Linked DNA regions of Mus musculus: all the other regions are linked to region 3. The links are chromatin contacts, called in public promoter capture Hi-C maps. All regions are on one chromosome and are shown on one strand. Each heading gives the region's core, a stretch centred on a gene start, on an enhancer-like site or on the middle of the called end of the contact. The rest is flanking DNA. Distances are from core to core; before and after follow the strand shown. Region 1 holds the start of Zfp46 (zinc finger protein 46). Region 2 holds the start of Luzp1 (leucine zipper protein 1). Region 3 holds the start of Eloa (elongin A). Region 4 holds the start of Hnrnpr (heterogeneous nuclear ribonucleoprotein R).

Region 1 (3,921 bases), core at 289-2,788, 260 kb after region 3:
CCCTTTTCCCAGCCTAGGCAGAGAAGTCTCCCGTTCAGTCAGAGACAACAGGCGTCTGGGCATCAAGCCAAGGTTTGGGGATATTTATAACTTGAAGAGGGTGGGAGTCCCTAATAAGCTGCTATATTCTTTTTCCATCACTTCCCTCTCCAAGGCTACAGCAAGCTGGGAGCTCTTCCCCACACAGAATCCCTGTTTTGCTTAGCCCTCGCCTTCCATTGTCTAATTCCTTCATCCCCGCTAGGGAAAGGAAAGGCTACAAGTCCTTCCATTTGGAGGATTCTGAGTGAATGCAGCATAGCCAACGCTGATGTTTCTTGGCCAGCTGTTGTGGCCTCGGAGATCTGTTTATGAGATTGTTGTTTCCCGGAGCTATAGAACAGTCTCTGCAGTCTTGAAGCTTTGTGCTCATCCTACAACCAAACCCTGCCCTTTGCCTGTTAATCCATGGATTCGGATTTCTATTCATGGCCCTGAGATCTCTGGAATCTGCTGGTGATATCTAGAACCTTTCTGAACGTCAGGCCTCTTTAGATCTCTGAGGAGCCAGCGACCACAGACCAGGAGGTAAGCCTGTCCGTTCTGTCCTAATCTGGTTTTGTGATTTCTTTGAAACAGAGACTACTAGCATCCTTAGGACTCCAGGTTGTCGCAGGCCTAAGGTTTTCATGATGTTGGGAGGTCTCCAAGATTCCTTTCAGCAGAGACACCCTCAAGAGTACCAAGTCCCTGAGTCTCCCACTCCAGGGCCAGCTATTTCCCTACACACCCTACCCCACCCCCCCGCTTCTGATTTCAATGTTTTGGCGACTTAGATGGGTGCACTTGAGCTCCGTCTCTATAAAAGAGCTCGAGACGCTCCCTACAGGGTTAACGTTGGAACACCCTGGGCCGGGCCGCGGACAGCACTCCAGCACCGGACAGGGGACGCGAGGCCTCGTGGGATATGTAGTCTGGGGTGGGTTGTGACTGCCGGAAGGCCTACTGGGAGTTGTAGTTCTCAGTATCCAGAAAGCGAGAGCTTCAGGCGGTGTTGGGAGTCCGTGGGCGGGGCCCAAAGTTCCATCCCGGCCAGGGAGTCTCCCAAGGGAGGGAAAAGAAGCCTTTTCCCGCTCTGGCCTGGGCTGTCAAATGAGGGGTGATCTCAGCTGAGGTCAGCCCGAGCTTCCACACTCAATCTAACCTCGCGGATAATATATGACTCAAAGATGGTCGTAGGGCCATGAGAAAAAAAAAAAAACACAGACGCTTCCTTTGCTGAGTCGTGCTGTGGTTTCCGAGAAAAAAGTATGTGTGGGGGTATTCTCACTGGTCTTGAAGGTCGCGGTCCTGTCTCTTCCCTTTTGTTCTTTTCCCTCCCCTGCTCTTGGCTGCTAAGTGGCCTTTGTACGCCAGAGTGAAACTCCAAGTCCCGTCAGGCCGCGAGGTGCGCGCACGCGTGATGGAGCTACCCGGCCACGCCGCAGGAGGAGGGCTGATGGTTTGGCTTCTGATTGGTCAGATATTTTACGATTTCTTTTCGCTGATTGGCTGGGATTGCTGCCGGAAAGGTCCCAGCCCGGAGATGGCAGAGCAGAGGCGTTCTATGGGCTGGGTTGAAAGCCTCCTCCCTTGAATTGCATCGGCCTGACCCCCCAGCCTAGGGGGCACCCAGCCAGTGCCTGCCCTCTCCTACCCTAACGTTGCACGTACTCGATATTAACCGAGACACGGAGAGTGGGTGACTCTTCGGGAGTCAGAGAGGAGAGTGACCAGTCCTGGGCCTTCCCCTCATACCCTGCGACCAGAACTCCAGCCCTAGGGAGTAGTGGGCAGGGCCTCTTGCCGCGCCTCACGTCCTGCTTTTCGCCTCCTTCAACGTTGTCTGCTAGCTGGTTTTCCTGCTCTCTCTCTCCCAGGAGACGAACGCTTGAGCCCGAGATGGCAGCCACCCTGCTCATGTCTGGGACTCAGGTAAGCCCCGAGGGCTCTGCTTACCCATCTTGCCCGGTGTTTCCCCGTCTGCAAACCCCTATAGGAAATTCCCTGGGATAAGCTCATTTTGCTATTCTGCTTAGTATACGGGCTTCGAGTTGGCTAATATAACCATATACAAGCATATATAGAACACCCACTGTAAGACTAAATACTGAGGAGAATAAAACCAAACAAGATGGGTGGTACCCTTCTTGCCAACAATCTGTAGGGAGAACGGTGTGTCCGGTTAACCTGGATGCGATATGGTAAGTATTCTGTTGGCCTGAGCAAGGACGTATTGTGGTGTGGGAAATAGTAAGTCGAGGAGTGGTTAATTCTAGATGTGGTGTCCAAGGATGGAGCGAAGAGTGATAAAGGGTGGGGAGAAACAGAACAGCAGTTGGCTCTAGAACTGGGCCATAAAGACGAGAATTTCACTGGTCTAAGAAAAGGAGAGCCTTGTATGTAAGGGTCCAAAGTGGGCAGGGACGGCCTGAGCGGGAAGCTAGTAGATTGCCCCTGTCTTTTGACCACATGTCTTTTTTTCTTCTTTCTTTATTATTTTTTTTTTCCTTCGGACTCTACAGATGAGACTTAATGCCACTGCCTTCTCGACATTTCTAACCATGTCTCTAATTTCAAGAAGAAAAGCTGGTTCTAAACTCCTAGATACCAAGTAGTGAGGAAGCGTTGTGTGATTTCAGGCCCCTGTGACATTTGAAGATATGGCCATGTACCTCACTCGGGAAGAATGGAGACCTCTGGATCCTACACAGAGAGATCTTTACAGGGATGTGATGCAGGAGAATTACGGAAATGTTGTCTCACTGGGTGAGTGAGGACTTTTATCTTGTCTTACCTCTTAGGGGTTTTGAAACTGTCAGAACGGCTTAGGTCTTTTCGATACAGCCTTGTTTGTTGTTAAGGAAAACCACACGGTTAGTTACCTGCTTTGGTGCTCATTCAAATCTTTAAGTGTGGGAAGATCCGTGTTTCCCAGTCTTAAATGAAAAGTAAAGTTTCTGCCGTTTCCGAGACTCTGAGGATTCTCGTGCCCTGAGTCATTAGCGGCTCTGTGGCCTGTTTGTACAGATTACTGACCAAACAGGTCTTACACTCTGGTGCTCGCCAGGACATAAATGCCCTATAAATGGTGCTTTTTCTCTGGGGCGCTGGAAGATGAGGGCTCTGAGGTGGGTTCACAGGAGGACAGAAACCTCCCTTCTATGTTTGTTTTGGCTCCATAGCTGCAGCGTTGCTTCAGGTACTTTAGGTCGGTTCTTGTCTAGAGATCTTTCAGAGGCGATCATCCTTCAAGTGTGTCTTCTTTCTTTTTCCTTTTATTATGTGTAAGTACACTGTAGCTGTCTTCAGATGCACCAGAAGAGGGCATCAGATTTCATTACGGATGGTTGTGAGCCACCATATGGCTGCTGGGATTTAAACTCAGGACCTTCAGAAGAGCAGCCAGTGCTTTTAACTGCTGAGCCATCTCTCCAGCCCCAGTCTTGTTTCAGAAGAACCACTGAATAGTCAGCTCACAGATCCTATTCAGAGGAGAAGTCGTGAGGCTGCAGATGCAGCTCGGTTGGTAGAGCGCTTGCTTAGCAGACTTGAAGCCCTGGGTTTCATCCTCAGTCCGGCATACAGCCAGACATAGGACTGAGATATTTTAAAATGTTTTTATTCTCAGAACAGAAGGCGACCTGACAGGTTTTCTTTGCTTGGACTCTCTCTCTCTCTGATGTCCCAGTTTCCTTGGAGTCTTCTTTTTATTTTTTATTCATTTTTAGGTGATACTAATAATGAGTTTCATTTTGACATTTTCATATACACGTGTCCAAACACTTGATCTGATTTGCTCCCCTCCCCTACTTCCTTGAGCTCTTGTCCCTTGAATTGTTCTTTAAAGGCAGCAACAACTCCAATACCAAACACAAAGTGAACAAATCCAGGAACAGGTGG
Region 2 (3,607 bases), core at 915-3,414, 450 kb after region 3:
GCCTCAGGCCCACTAAGTTGCTGGGGATGAGAATGGCCTCAGGCCCACCACGGTGCTGAGGATGGCCTTAACTTTGTTTTAAAAAACCTTTATTTTAAATCCCTGTACTCAGGAGGCAGAGGCAGACCTCTGAGTTTGAGGCCAGCCTCCCTTACAGATCTAGTTCCAGGACAACCAGAGCTACACAGTGAAACCCTGCCTTGAAAACATCGACAACACCACCAACCAACTTTATTTTTATTTATTAATTTTTTCATGTGGATGAGTGTTTTTTTTTAAACGATTTATTTATCATTATATCTAAGTACACTGTTGCTGTCTTCAGAAGCACCAGAAGAGGGCATCAGATCTCATTACGGATGGTTGTGAGCCACCATGTGGTTGCTGGGAATTGAACTCAGGACCTTCAGAAGAGCAGTCAGTGCTCTTAATCGCTGAGCCATCACTCCAGCTCCCATGGATGAATGTTTTGCTTATGTGTATGTATGTGTATCATGTATGTACCTGGTGCCTGCAGAGACCAGAAAAGAGTATTCGATCCTTTGGAGTTGGGGCTGCAGAGTGTTGTGAGCTTCCATGTGGGTGTTGGGACAGAACCTGGCTCCTCTGCAAAATGCTCTAACAAATAGGCTATCTCCCCAGTTCTGAACTCTTTCTTTCTTTCTTTGAGACAGGATTTCACTATGTAGCTCTGGTTGTCCTAGAACTTACTATGTAGACCAGGTTGGCCTAGAACTCACAGAACTCTGCCCGCCCTCTGCCTCCCAAGTGTTGGGATTAAAAGCATTTGCTACTATGCCGGTCTCTGCAGTTGAATTCCTGAGTTTTCTGGCTTTACCTCCTGAGTGCTGGAATTAGAGGTATATGCTACCACATCCAACTATGCAGTGTTTGTGATTGAAGCCAGGGCATTGTGCATACTAGACAAATGCTCTACCAACAGAACTGTATCCCCAGCCCCAAAGGGTACTCCAGGTTGGCCCTAAATGTGTGATTCTCCTGTTTCACCCTCTTCAGCATTTGCCTACCAGCGCTCATGGCCATGGATGGCATTATTTTTTAAGACATGTTTTCTTATTTGTAGCCCTGCTTGTCTCAAACTAGCAATGCACCTGCCTGCTGAGTGCTGGGATTAAAGATAGGAATGTGCCACTGCCACACCCAGCTGGAGGTCAACAGGATACAAGTTATAATGTATCCACGGCCCTGTGAGAGCTGGAGTCAATGCCACCAGGTACAGAGAGCAAAGAGGGTTGGTCTTTTTGCCTTGGGAGAAATAGGAGGACGCACACAGGAGATGAGGTGACAAGCAGAAGGGCGGATGTGGGAAAGCGGTGGGTGTGCTAAGGGAAGTTTGGGTAAACTTCAGAGCGTGTGTATGAAGGTAGGAAGTGAGAATACCAGGCCATGGATTTGGCCTTTGTTCCATAGGCAATAAAGAGCTTACACAAGAGGCGTCTCCAGAGACCAGCCATACTCCTGCAGTCAGAGAGGAAGCAGCTCTTAGCCATCTGTGTCCCGGCTTGTGCAGGCTGCTGGGTGCCAGCGCGTGGGAGGGCGCCCACAGAACGTCTCTGAATGTGGCCTGTGCGCTGCAGGATTTAGGTCCTGAGCTACCTTCAAAGTCCACTTCCCCCCAGGGGTTCTCTTGGCCCTAGTACTTTGTACATAGAAGGCATTGGGGGGACTTTTTGAGACCATGTGGCCCACTGCCGATTCCCATTTTAAAGAAGGAAAAGTAAGGGATATAGATGGGAAAGGACTTTCCTGGCAGCACCTGAGGAATGAATGTGGAGCCAGTGGGACTAGAAGTCATGACCTCTGAGCCACGCCCAGTCCCTTCTCCACACTCACTGAGTAAGAGGTGTTTGGTTGAGCGATGACTTCATTTCAGGCCCTAATCCCTTTGCATGGACGATTTTACTGCACCCTCCCAACGTCTCTGAAAGCGTTTCTTTTGAGCGCGGTCTTGCCTTCCAAGTCAGGTTTCCTCCGGAGCCTAGCCCAGGTCCGGGGCACCTAGCTAGGAAGGCAATGAAAACTTGGCTGGGTTCAAACCTTGGGCTTGGAAGTGGGAGGGCTTAAAAAAAGGACCAAAGGAGGCGTGGCCTGGCATACGCCCCGCCCCGGAGCGCTGACGCCACACAAGGCCCCGCCCCTCATTGTCAGTCTGGGGGAGCCTGAGCAGGCGCCGGCCGCTGGGAGCGGAGCGCCGGATCCTCCGGCGGCGGGAGCGCGGGCCGCAGCCGCTGAGGTGAGGCGGCGGCGGGAGTGTGGCGAGGCGGGCGGCCTGGGAGTCCGGCTTGTGTGCCGGGGGTGAGGGGGTCTCGGCCGGGGTGTCCCGGGGACGGCGGGGAGTGCGCGCGGGTTCTGGAAGCGGAGCCGGGAAGGGGAGGTCTCCGGTGGGCCAGCCGGAGAGAGTGTGGCTGGAGTTGGAGGGAGAGACTCAGAGATTTTTTTTTCTTCCTGAGGAGGGGGAGGGACGTTTCTGAGGAGACTGGGGAGACGCCGAGTGAGGGCGAGCGCGGCTGTGGCGGCCAGGGAGGGAGGCGTCGGGGTCCTCGCCGGGCTCCGCGGGGCGGCGAGCCGGGAGGAAGGAAGTGAGCGGACAGGAAGGGCCGCGGCCGGTGTGCGGGACGCGACGCGCGGGGGGCCGGGGAGAGGCCCGCGGCGGCCCCGGGGCGTCCGCAGCTGTCGGCCCCGGGGCTGCGGCCCGCCCGCCCGCCCGCGCGGCTCCCGCCGGCGCGCTGCTCCCGTCTCGCGGGCCAGACCGCCGCGGCCCGGGAAGGAATTCGAGGCATTCGCTTTGTTTAAGTTGCCAGTCGACAGTCCCGAGGACTAATTAATGGTGGAATCTGCAGGGGCACTCGGGTAGCCGCCGGCCCCCTCCCGCCGCCGCGGTGAACTTTCCGCAGCGCGCACCCCGCCCCGCGGCCCGGCAGGGAAGGGAGCCATGGCTTCCCGAAGCGCAGGAATGAAGTGCGGTTTCGGGAGCCGCTTTTGGCCTGCGGCTGGCCAGGCGACTAGCGAGGTGGAAGCCGGCGTCCCGGGCACGGGCACTGGCACGGCGGGGCTGGTGGGTTCCGCAGCCCGGTGGGGACCTCTCCGAGGTGCCTGCGGTTTCTGCTAATTACCTCGCAGGAGCCTCAGCCGGCCGAGAAAGACCCATCTTGCTATGGAGCATCTGTTTCTTCATCGCGTCAGCCCCTTTCCTAACACTGCAGAGCTTGTTGTGGCTTGTTTCGGAAATGCCGAGGCGGGTGCTCACACTTCGGGGTGGGAGAGGGGAAGAGAGCAGGCAGCCCCCCCCCCCATCCCCCTTCACACACCTCCAAAAAAAAAAAAAAAATCTCCGCAGTGTTCTTTAACCGAGCAGCTTGCAGATTCTCTGTCGCACCTTCGATGACTTGAATGACCTTGGGGGAAAGGATTGTGCTTCTGAGCGCCTCGTGGTGGCTTTTCTGTCCATTCAGGAGAAAATAACTCTCTGGACCTCAGTGCCTTTTGGAAGATATTTTTGAGATTTGGGGTTTGTTCAGGGTATTTCTTTTTGTCCTTTTTATTTTATTTTTTTTTCCAACTGCTGTCTGTGGTTCTGGCTTAAGGA
Region 3 (3,587 bases), core at 82-2,581:
TTTTTTTTAACCTGATGGCAGAAACAACAAAATGAGGGTGGTTACTTTAAGGTCAGTCACAAATCTTATAGTGTTCAGAAAGACAATCTGGGACTTGGAAATAATGACCATTTATTAGATGCCCACAAAGGGTTATTGTAAAAAGAACTTGTAAATATGTCTGACCAAAGGTCCCCAAGGCCTCCAAAGAAAGTAAAACACAAGACAATTGAAACATTTACGTTTTCGCTGACTTATAACAACAGCTTCTGAAGAAGTGTATCTCTGAGCTAAAGGAGGGTAGTTAAAAAGTGGCCCGGAGGTTGAGAGGTAGTGACCCAACTAGGAACAAGAAGAGTGAATGGGGTCCCTGACTGGAAATTCTGATGGTGATTAACACTTATAAAGAGCACTTGGGTCTAGCTGGTATTTCAGGAAGAAACTAGAGAAGGGACAGGTCGAGCAGAGAACTCCTCCAAAGTCCCGAGCTGGTGCTGGCTAGGAACCTAGATTGCATGTGTAAGTCCGCTCGCTGTCTCCCTCCACCACTTCCTCTTCCACTCAGCTCGCTGGACACTTCACCTTTTAGGAACCTCAGGCCCAGGCTAGAATGCTGACAAGCCATGTCACACCCTTTGGTGTTTTCGGCTAGAGACTACAGTGAAAACGATTCTAATTCCCACCATACCCTCTTCGTAGAGCTCAGAGAAGCCTAGACACCCGGGGGACCGCGAGGGGATACAATGTATTTAAAAAGTAACAGTTTCTAAAAAGGAGCAACAAAGTAGTTAAGTGCAATTAAACATGGTTGCTCATCACAGCCTGGTCCCACCTTCCAGTATGTCAGAGCGGAGTTAACACGCTCACGCCCTCATCCAGGACCCGAGCTCCAGGAGCAGAGCTCGAAAAACCCCAAGGCGTTCCCCGTTTTCTCGGCTAAAGGGCAGGGTACAGCACAGGGGTCCTCGAGCCGCAGGACCCCCAAGCAGCGGACGGAGTCGCTCGGCTGCAACGGGGAAACAGCTGGCGCGGCTGCCCGAACCCCGGGGAGAGCCGCAAGGCCCGGCCGCCCCTCCAGTCCTCAGCCCCCAGCCGGGGTGCGCCCGCCGGCCGCGAACTCCCCACTGCCCCGCGCCGCTCCGTGGGGCCTGGCTCCGGGTCGGAGGAGAACCCCACTGCGCCCTGCCCGCGACCGTTACAGGGCCCGCGCCGCGCCCAACGCCCGCCCGCGCCGCCCGCCCGCCCGCCGCTCACCTTCTTGGGGTCCGGGTTCGCAGCCAGGCGCGCCTGGAGCTTCTCCACAACTTGGAGCGCCGACTCCGCCGCCATCGCTGTCACTGGCGCGGCCTCCTCGCCGGAACTGGGCTCGCGTCGCGTCCTCGGGCCGCAACTCCGCCCTCCGTGAGGGCCCGGCGGAGACGGAAGCGCGAATGGTCCCTTCCGGGCCTCCGCTGGGGGTGTGTGTATGTGTGGAAGGCCTCAGGACCCGCCCCCGCGCCAGACCACGCCCACTATATCACGGCGATCTGTCGAATACAGCACAGGTCACGCCCCCGACACGCCCAACCCAGAGCCACGCAACCAGCCACGCCCCCAAGCCTGTATTCTGCAAGCCAAACTCTGGCTTTAACTCTCACGCACCGCCTTTCCAGTCATACGCTCGTTTTCGCCTAAGGGTGGGTGGAGTCAGTGATCAGGGTCCGACGCGGCTCCAGGGACCCTTGGAGTGGAAGGAAAGAACTGACTCAGGTAAATTATCTGACTTCCACCTGCAAGCTGTGACACACCCTCGCAATAAAAGAAATCGTGTAATTTTAAAGTAACTTAACGGTATTGTAATTTTGGGAAAGCAATCCAGGCTGTCTGGTTTCAAGGCAATTTGAAACACTAGAAATAAAAATAATAACACATTATTAACCACCTTGTCTGCAAAATCAGAGAGCAGCCCCTTTTATTAGACTGTTCATGTGACATTCTTTTCTTTTCTTTCTTTCTTTCCTTTCTTTCTTTCTCTCTTTCTTTTTATTTCTTTTCTCAAAAAGGATTTCTATGTGTAGCCTTGGAGGTCCTGGAACTCACTCTGTAGACGAAGCTAGCCTTAAACTCACAGAGATCCACCTGCCTCTACGTCCTAAGGGCCAGGATTAAAGTTGTATGCCACCACCACCTGGCTCCATTTAAAAATAAATTAAATCATAATGAATAAAAAGTCATAATATATTAAAAACCAAACTGAACTACATGAGATTCTGTCAGAAAAGAGCCGCTGGGCGTGGTGGTGCACGCCTTTAATCCCAGCACTCGGGAGGTAGAGGCAGGAGGATTTCTGAGTTCAAGGCCAGCCTGGTCTACAAAGTGAATTCCAGGACAGCCAGGGCTATACAGAGAAACCCTGTCTCGAAAAACCAAAAAAGAAAAAAAGAAAAGAAAAGAGCCAGGCAGTGGTGATGCATGCCTTTAATCCCAGCACTTGGGAGGCAGAGGCAGGTGGATTTCTGAGTTCAAGGCCAGCCTGGTCTACAGAGGGAGTTCCAGGACAACCAGAGTTACACAGAGAAACCCTGTCTCAAAAAACCTGTATATCCCTGGCTGTCCTGGAACTCACTTTGTAGACCAGGCTGGCCTTGAACTCAGAAATCCACCTGCCTCTGCCTCCCAAGTGCTGGGATTAAAGGTGAATGCCAAAAATAAATCTTTTAAATAAGAAAGAATAAATGTTGAGGCATTGTCTCAGTAGGTAGCCTTGGCTACCCTGGAACTAGTTATATAGCCTGAGCTATATAGCCTTGGCCTGCCTCCAATTCACAACAATCCACCTGCCTCCGCCTCCGCCTCCGCCTCCGCCTCCGCCTCCGCCTCCGCCTCCGCCTCGGAGTGCTTGGATTAAACCAATTGACATCCAGGCCAAAAACCATCCCCCTAAAAATAAAACTTTATAAACATAGAGTCCAGAGAGATGGCTCAGTGGCTAAAGAGCTTACCAGATAATTGGCTGATGGCTGAATTTTATCCTTGGGACCATCCTAAAGGTGGGAGGAGAGAATTGGCTATCCTCTGACCTCTGCACACTCATCCTGGCATTCTGGCACATATGAATCTCTCTCTCTCTCTCTCTCTCTCTCTCTCTCTCTCTCTCTCTCACACACACACACACACACACACACACACACATTAAATGGAATATAAGAAAAGAAGGGAAACAAGAAAGGAATGAAGAAAGAAAGGAGACAAGTGCTGTCGTGGTGGTGCACGCCTGTAATCCCAACACTCGGGAGGCAGAGGCAGGCAGATTTCTGAGTTCGAGGCCAGCCTGGTCTACAGAGTGAATTCCAGGACAGCCAGGGCTATACAGAGAAACCCTGTGTCGGAAAGAAAGAAAGGAAGAAAGAAAGAAAGGAAGGAAGGAAGGAAGAAAGAAAGAAAGAAAGAAAGAAAGAAAGAAAGAAAGAAAGAAAGAGAGAGAGGAAGGAAGAAGACAAACTGTCTAGTTAAGAAGGAATACTGAATTCTCTTCTCCTGGAAAACAGCATACAAAGTCCTCCAGTTGAACATGTTTGTTTTGCTTAACTGTGGCCACAGTTCTCCTCACAGGTTCAGGTTTCTAAACT
Region 4 (3,789 bases), core at 1,001-3,500, 290 kb after region 3:
ATAAAAAAACCCAAGCCAAAAAGAGTATATGGGCCAGACATAATAGTACATACCTTTAATCCCAGCAGGGAGGTGGAGGCCAGCAGACCTCTCTGAGTTAGAGTCTGGCCTGGTTTACATAGTGAGTTTCAGGACAGCCATGGTTACATAGACCCTGGCTCAACAAACAAACAAACAAACAAAATCTTCCTTCAGGTTGTGAAAGCTTTGATATGCATAGTCTACTGCCCTGGAATTTCTCTAAGGTACAAAAGCTTATTTAAATTATTTTATATGTTTGGGTGCTTTTGCCTGCATATATGCTTGCATATCACATGTGTGCCTAGTGTCTAAAAAGGTCAGTGGAGGGCATCAGATCTTCTGGAACTGGAGTATCAGACATTTGTGAACTACCATATTGGCTCTGGGATTGAACCTGGGTCTCTCCAGCCACCAGAACCCCACCCCACAAGTTAGAGCCTGAACTCAGGGCTCTTTGTATGGAAGAACGTGCTCTAACACTGAGCTGTATGCTCCTGGGAGATCTGTGTTTTACATCCCATAATATTGGCTTGGTATTGGACACTAACGGCCTTGTTAGTATTGCTGGGATACAACACCGGTGGGATAATTTATACAGAAGAGGGTTTTTATCTGATCTTGTGTTTGCTTATGTGTGTGTGGAGGGAGGTGCAGACGAAGGTCAGAGGAAGAAAGTGAGTGTCCTGCTCTTCCACCCTCCGCCCTGGAGCTAAACTGGCAGCAAGCTACAGCAATTCTCCGGTTGCAGTCTACATCAGCACTGGAGTTTACAGGTGCATGCGGTCACGCCAGGCTTTTTACTCAAGTGGATGGAGATTCACAGTCAGGTTTTTTTTTTGTGGGGGGGCGGGGTTTCGAGACAGGGTTTCTCTGTATAGCCCTGGCTGTCCTGGAACTCACTCTGTAGACCAGGCTGGCCTGGAACTCAGAAATCCGCCTGACTGCCTCCCGAGTGCTGGGATTAAAGGCATGCGCCACCACTGCCGGGCCACAGTCAGGATTTTAAACTTGCATTTGAGCCGTCTCTCCAGCCCCTAGGACAGGCTTTACAATTTACAGTTCTGGAAGCAGGGAAGTCCAACATTGAGAGCACGCGGGGATAAGGGCCGTCTCCCTACGCTGGAAGCGCAAAAGATGCAGAGAAGATCTAGAGTCAGGCATCAAACTCACAGCCTGGAGGCCTATCAGTCGGCTTTAATGCTTTGAGGGTGGAGTCCTAGTGCCCGAAACACCTCCCACTACCGGCCCCACCTCCCAGCACTACTACATTGGCCATCAAGTTCGTATCAAGTGCACTTTTGCACATGTCCGTTCAAAAACGCATGGGTAGACTAACAATAAACTTTGGTTTATAGGATTTGAGAAACATGATCTCCAGATATGTTTGGAAGCAGATCCCTTGACCTTCTTCACTGAGGTAGTGTTGGGACAGGAGTGACAGGTGAGAGGTTTATGAATAACAGGTATTAGTTTCTTGGAAATGAACCCTTTGCCCGCTTGCCTGGCTTTCAGTCGTTGATCCAGTGACCCTACCTACTCTAGTCTCCAAACTCCGAAGGGTCCCTGCTTTCTGTTAGCGTCACTCTTGAGTCAGATCCACGTTATTCTGTGAGGAGAAGAGCCAAGGAGGGAAACAGGCAGTTTCTCCAGTCATTCTAAGGGATGCTTTTCTACAGAGAAATCTCCAGCGACACGAGTCAAGTCACCCTGAAGTTGTGTTTTGACTAGAGCCAAGATGATCTATTGATGGAGCCCAGCGTGTGGCGAATGGGGTGTGCTCGGGACCTAACGCTCAGAACGGCGGGAGGGAGGATTGGAGATAAGGGACTCCGGCGCGGGGTAGCAGCGCCATTGCGGAGCGTGGCCGCCGGGACCCGAGGGGGCGGGGCTCCGGAGGTGGCCACGCGGCGGGAGGCCTAGATTTTTCAACCTCTTAACGGTGGTAGAAGAAGAGGGAGGAGCTTCGGCCACGCAAGGCCCGCTGCCCCGCAGCCTCGCCACTACCAGGGGCTCCCACCAACAGACCCCTTTGTGTGCATGCCCCCGCCCCGGAGGCGCCGCAGCCAGTGGCGCTGAGACCCCTCATTGGCTCAGCCCGACGGCCACACCGATTGGTCCTCGGAGTCCCCGACGTGAGGGCCGCTTTCCCCTCTCTCTTATTGGCCCGTCAAGCTGCCCGTCATACGGTCTCGTGGGCCGATTGGTCGGCCGCACGGAGTCCCTGGAAGCAGTTCCGGGAAACCCCGCGTGCTGCCGGGATCGCGTCTCGGTCCATGCGAGGGGGGGAGGGGGTGGCGCGCGCGCCATTTCTTGTCGTTTTCAAAGCGCCTCGCGCTGCTTCTCACGGGCCAGGCCGCCAGCCCCCAGCTCTGCCCTGGTGAGTCTCGCGCTGGCCCGTGGGGGGGAGGGGCCGGGAGTCCCGGTCTGACCGGACTCGGCCGGGTCCAGGCTCGGCGCCCTGGCCTGCAGTTTGGGTCTTTGCTCCGAGGCCCCAGGGTGGGGGTGGGGATGGGCCGGGGGCGGCTTCTGCTCCGGCCCGCCGCGCAGCCGCGGGCCTGAGTCCCGCCGCGGCGCCTCCTCTCTCTGTCGCTCATCCTTCTCAGCCCCTCCGGTGCCCCGGTCCCTCGGTCCGCTGTCCTCCGTGCGGCCTGCCGGTCTCGCGGTGCTTTTTCCCGCCTCCGCCCGCCGCTGTCCGCGGCCCCGGTCCGGGCGAAGGGTTTCAGGCGTTTCCCCCTGACCCCGGTGCTTGCCCCCGAGGCCTGCGGTCAGGCCTGGCCCGCCTCTCGCCCGGCGGCCTGTGGGATGTGTTGATAACCGGGTCGCGCCCGAGGGGGTGGGGTGAGCCGAGGGCGGGGTGCAAGTCCCAGGGTTACCTGAGCCGGGAGCAAACTTTTACGGGAGTCGGAGCCGAGGGGCCGAGGTATGGGGGGTGCCTCCCGCCCGATCCCCAACCTGCATGCTTCGAGCCGGGATTTGAAGGAAAAAATGACTACTAAGAGGCCGTGACACTTGGTTTCGAGCGGCGCCTGAGCTAGGTAATTCTGAGAATGTCATAGGCGCTCCAGTTTGGAAAAGCGCTTCTTTTTCTTACACGGTAGTAGCCATGTGGCCAGAATTTTAAGACGAAAGCCCAGGGGTTCTTGAAAGGTTCAGTCCTTTCTCGTTACCTGTTTGGGATTTTTCCCCCCCTTGCCCTTTAAAAGCAGAATGTGTCAGGAGTCAGTCGTAGTGATTAAAGGCTTGATACTCCCGAGCTGTGAGATAACCGTTAGCTTTCCTTGGTTCTTTTAAAAGCCCGTCTCTCAACATTTTGCTTAGAGATGTTCGCCACAAGTCAGGGAGAAGCTAGTACTGACTTCCCGAGTCTCCCAGCGGTCCTTATAAATCTTATTTAAATGACTTTATTTTGTAATTTTCTTTTTTTTGCAAAAATGTTTGTGTCAAAGGGTTCCAGTCACGTTAGAATATTTGCTGCATCCAGAAATATGGTTTGGCTGTGTGGCATTGTTGTTGAATCCCCCCTCTTGATCCGAAGGATTTATTTCCTAGAGTCTATTTTACCTTTTTTTTTTTTTTAGGTTAAAGTTGACAAAATCTGAACATTTTAAAAGTTTTGATATCAATGGTAGTCATAAATGTCTTGTGCTTAATACATAACTTGTCATTTTGCTTCACGCATACTTTTCAAAAACACTCCACCTTAACAGATGTTCATCGAACTTCTCAGTTAATTTCCTCTCCTGTAACATAGTATTCATAGGTGCAGTG

Evidence for each region. Promoter capture Hi-C pulls out the DNA fragments that hold promoters and counts their contacts. Capture Hi-C pulls out chosen DNA fragments and counts their contacts.
Region 1: a contact with region 3 is called in a promoter capture Hi-C map of pancreatic islet. The contact joins the promoter of Zfp46 here to the promoter of Eloa in region 3. A contact is called at or near these places in 1 of 39 promoter capture datasets (liver), 2 of 484 Hi-C or Micro-C datasets (muscle stem cells and natural killer cells) and 3 of 9 other capture datasets (adipose tissue, liver and pancreatic islet).
Region 2: a promoter capture Hi-C map of liver shows a contact between it and region 3, with 2.5 times the contacts expected there. The contact joins the promoter of Luzp1 here to the promoter of Eloa in region 3. A contact is called at or near these places in 1 of 39 promoter capture datasets (liver), 1 of 115 datasets of contacts at active chromatin or transcription factors (pancreatic cancer cells) and 1 of 9 other capture datasets (adipose tissue).
Region 4: a contact with region 3 is called in a promoter capture Hi-C map of pre-B cells, with 2.6 times the contacts expected there. The contact joins the promoter of Hnrnpr here to the promoter of Eloa in region 3. A contact is called at or near these places in 1 of 39 promoter capture datasets (pre-B cells), 1 of 115 datasets of contacts at active chromatin or transcription factors (embryonic midbrain) and 3 of 9 other capture datasets (adipose tissue, liver and pancreatic islet).

What each region holds. Positions count from the first base shown.
Region 1 is chr4:136,284,529-136,288,449 of GRCm38.p6, forward strand. Zfp46 (zinc finger protein 46) reads left to right here and starts at 1,539. Exons shown (of 3, transcript NM_009557.4): 1 at 1,539-1,953; 2 at 2,544-2,787. The coding sequence starts at 2,682.
Region 2 is chr4:136,467,597-136,471,203 of GRCm38.p6, forward strand. It overlaps Luzp1 (leucine zipper protein 1), which reads left to right and starts at 2,165. Exons shown (of 5, transcript NM_024452.2): 1 at 2,165-2,254.
Region 3 is chr4:136,020,318-136,023,904 of GRCm38.p6, forward strand. Eloa (elongin A) reads right to left here and starts at 1,332. Exons shown (of 11, transcript NM_013736.4): 1 at 1,234-1,332. The coding sequence starts at 1,308.
Region 4 is chr4:136,308,692-136,312,480 of GRCm38.p6, forward strand. Hnrnpr (heterogeneous nuclear ribonucleoprotein R) reads left to right here and starts at 2,251. Exons shown (of 11, transcript NM_001277121.1): 1 at 2,251-2,398.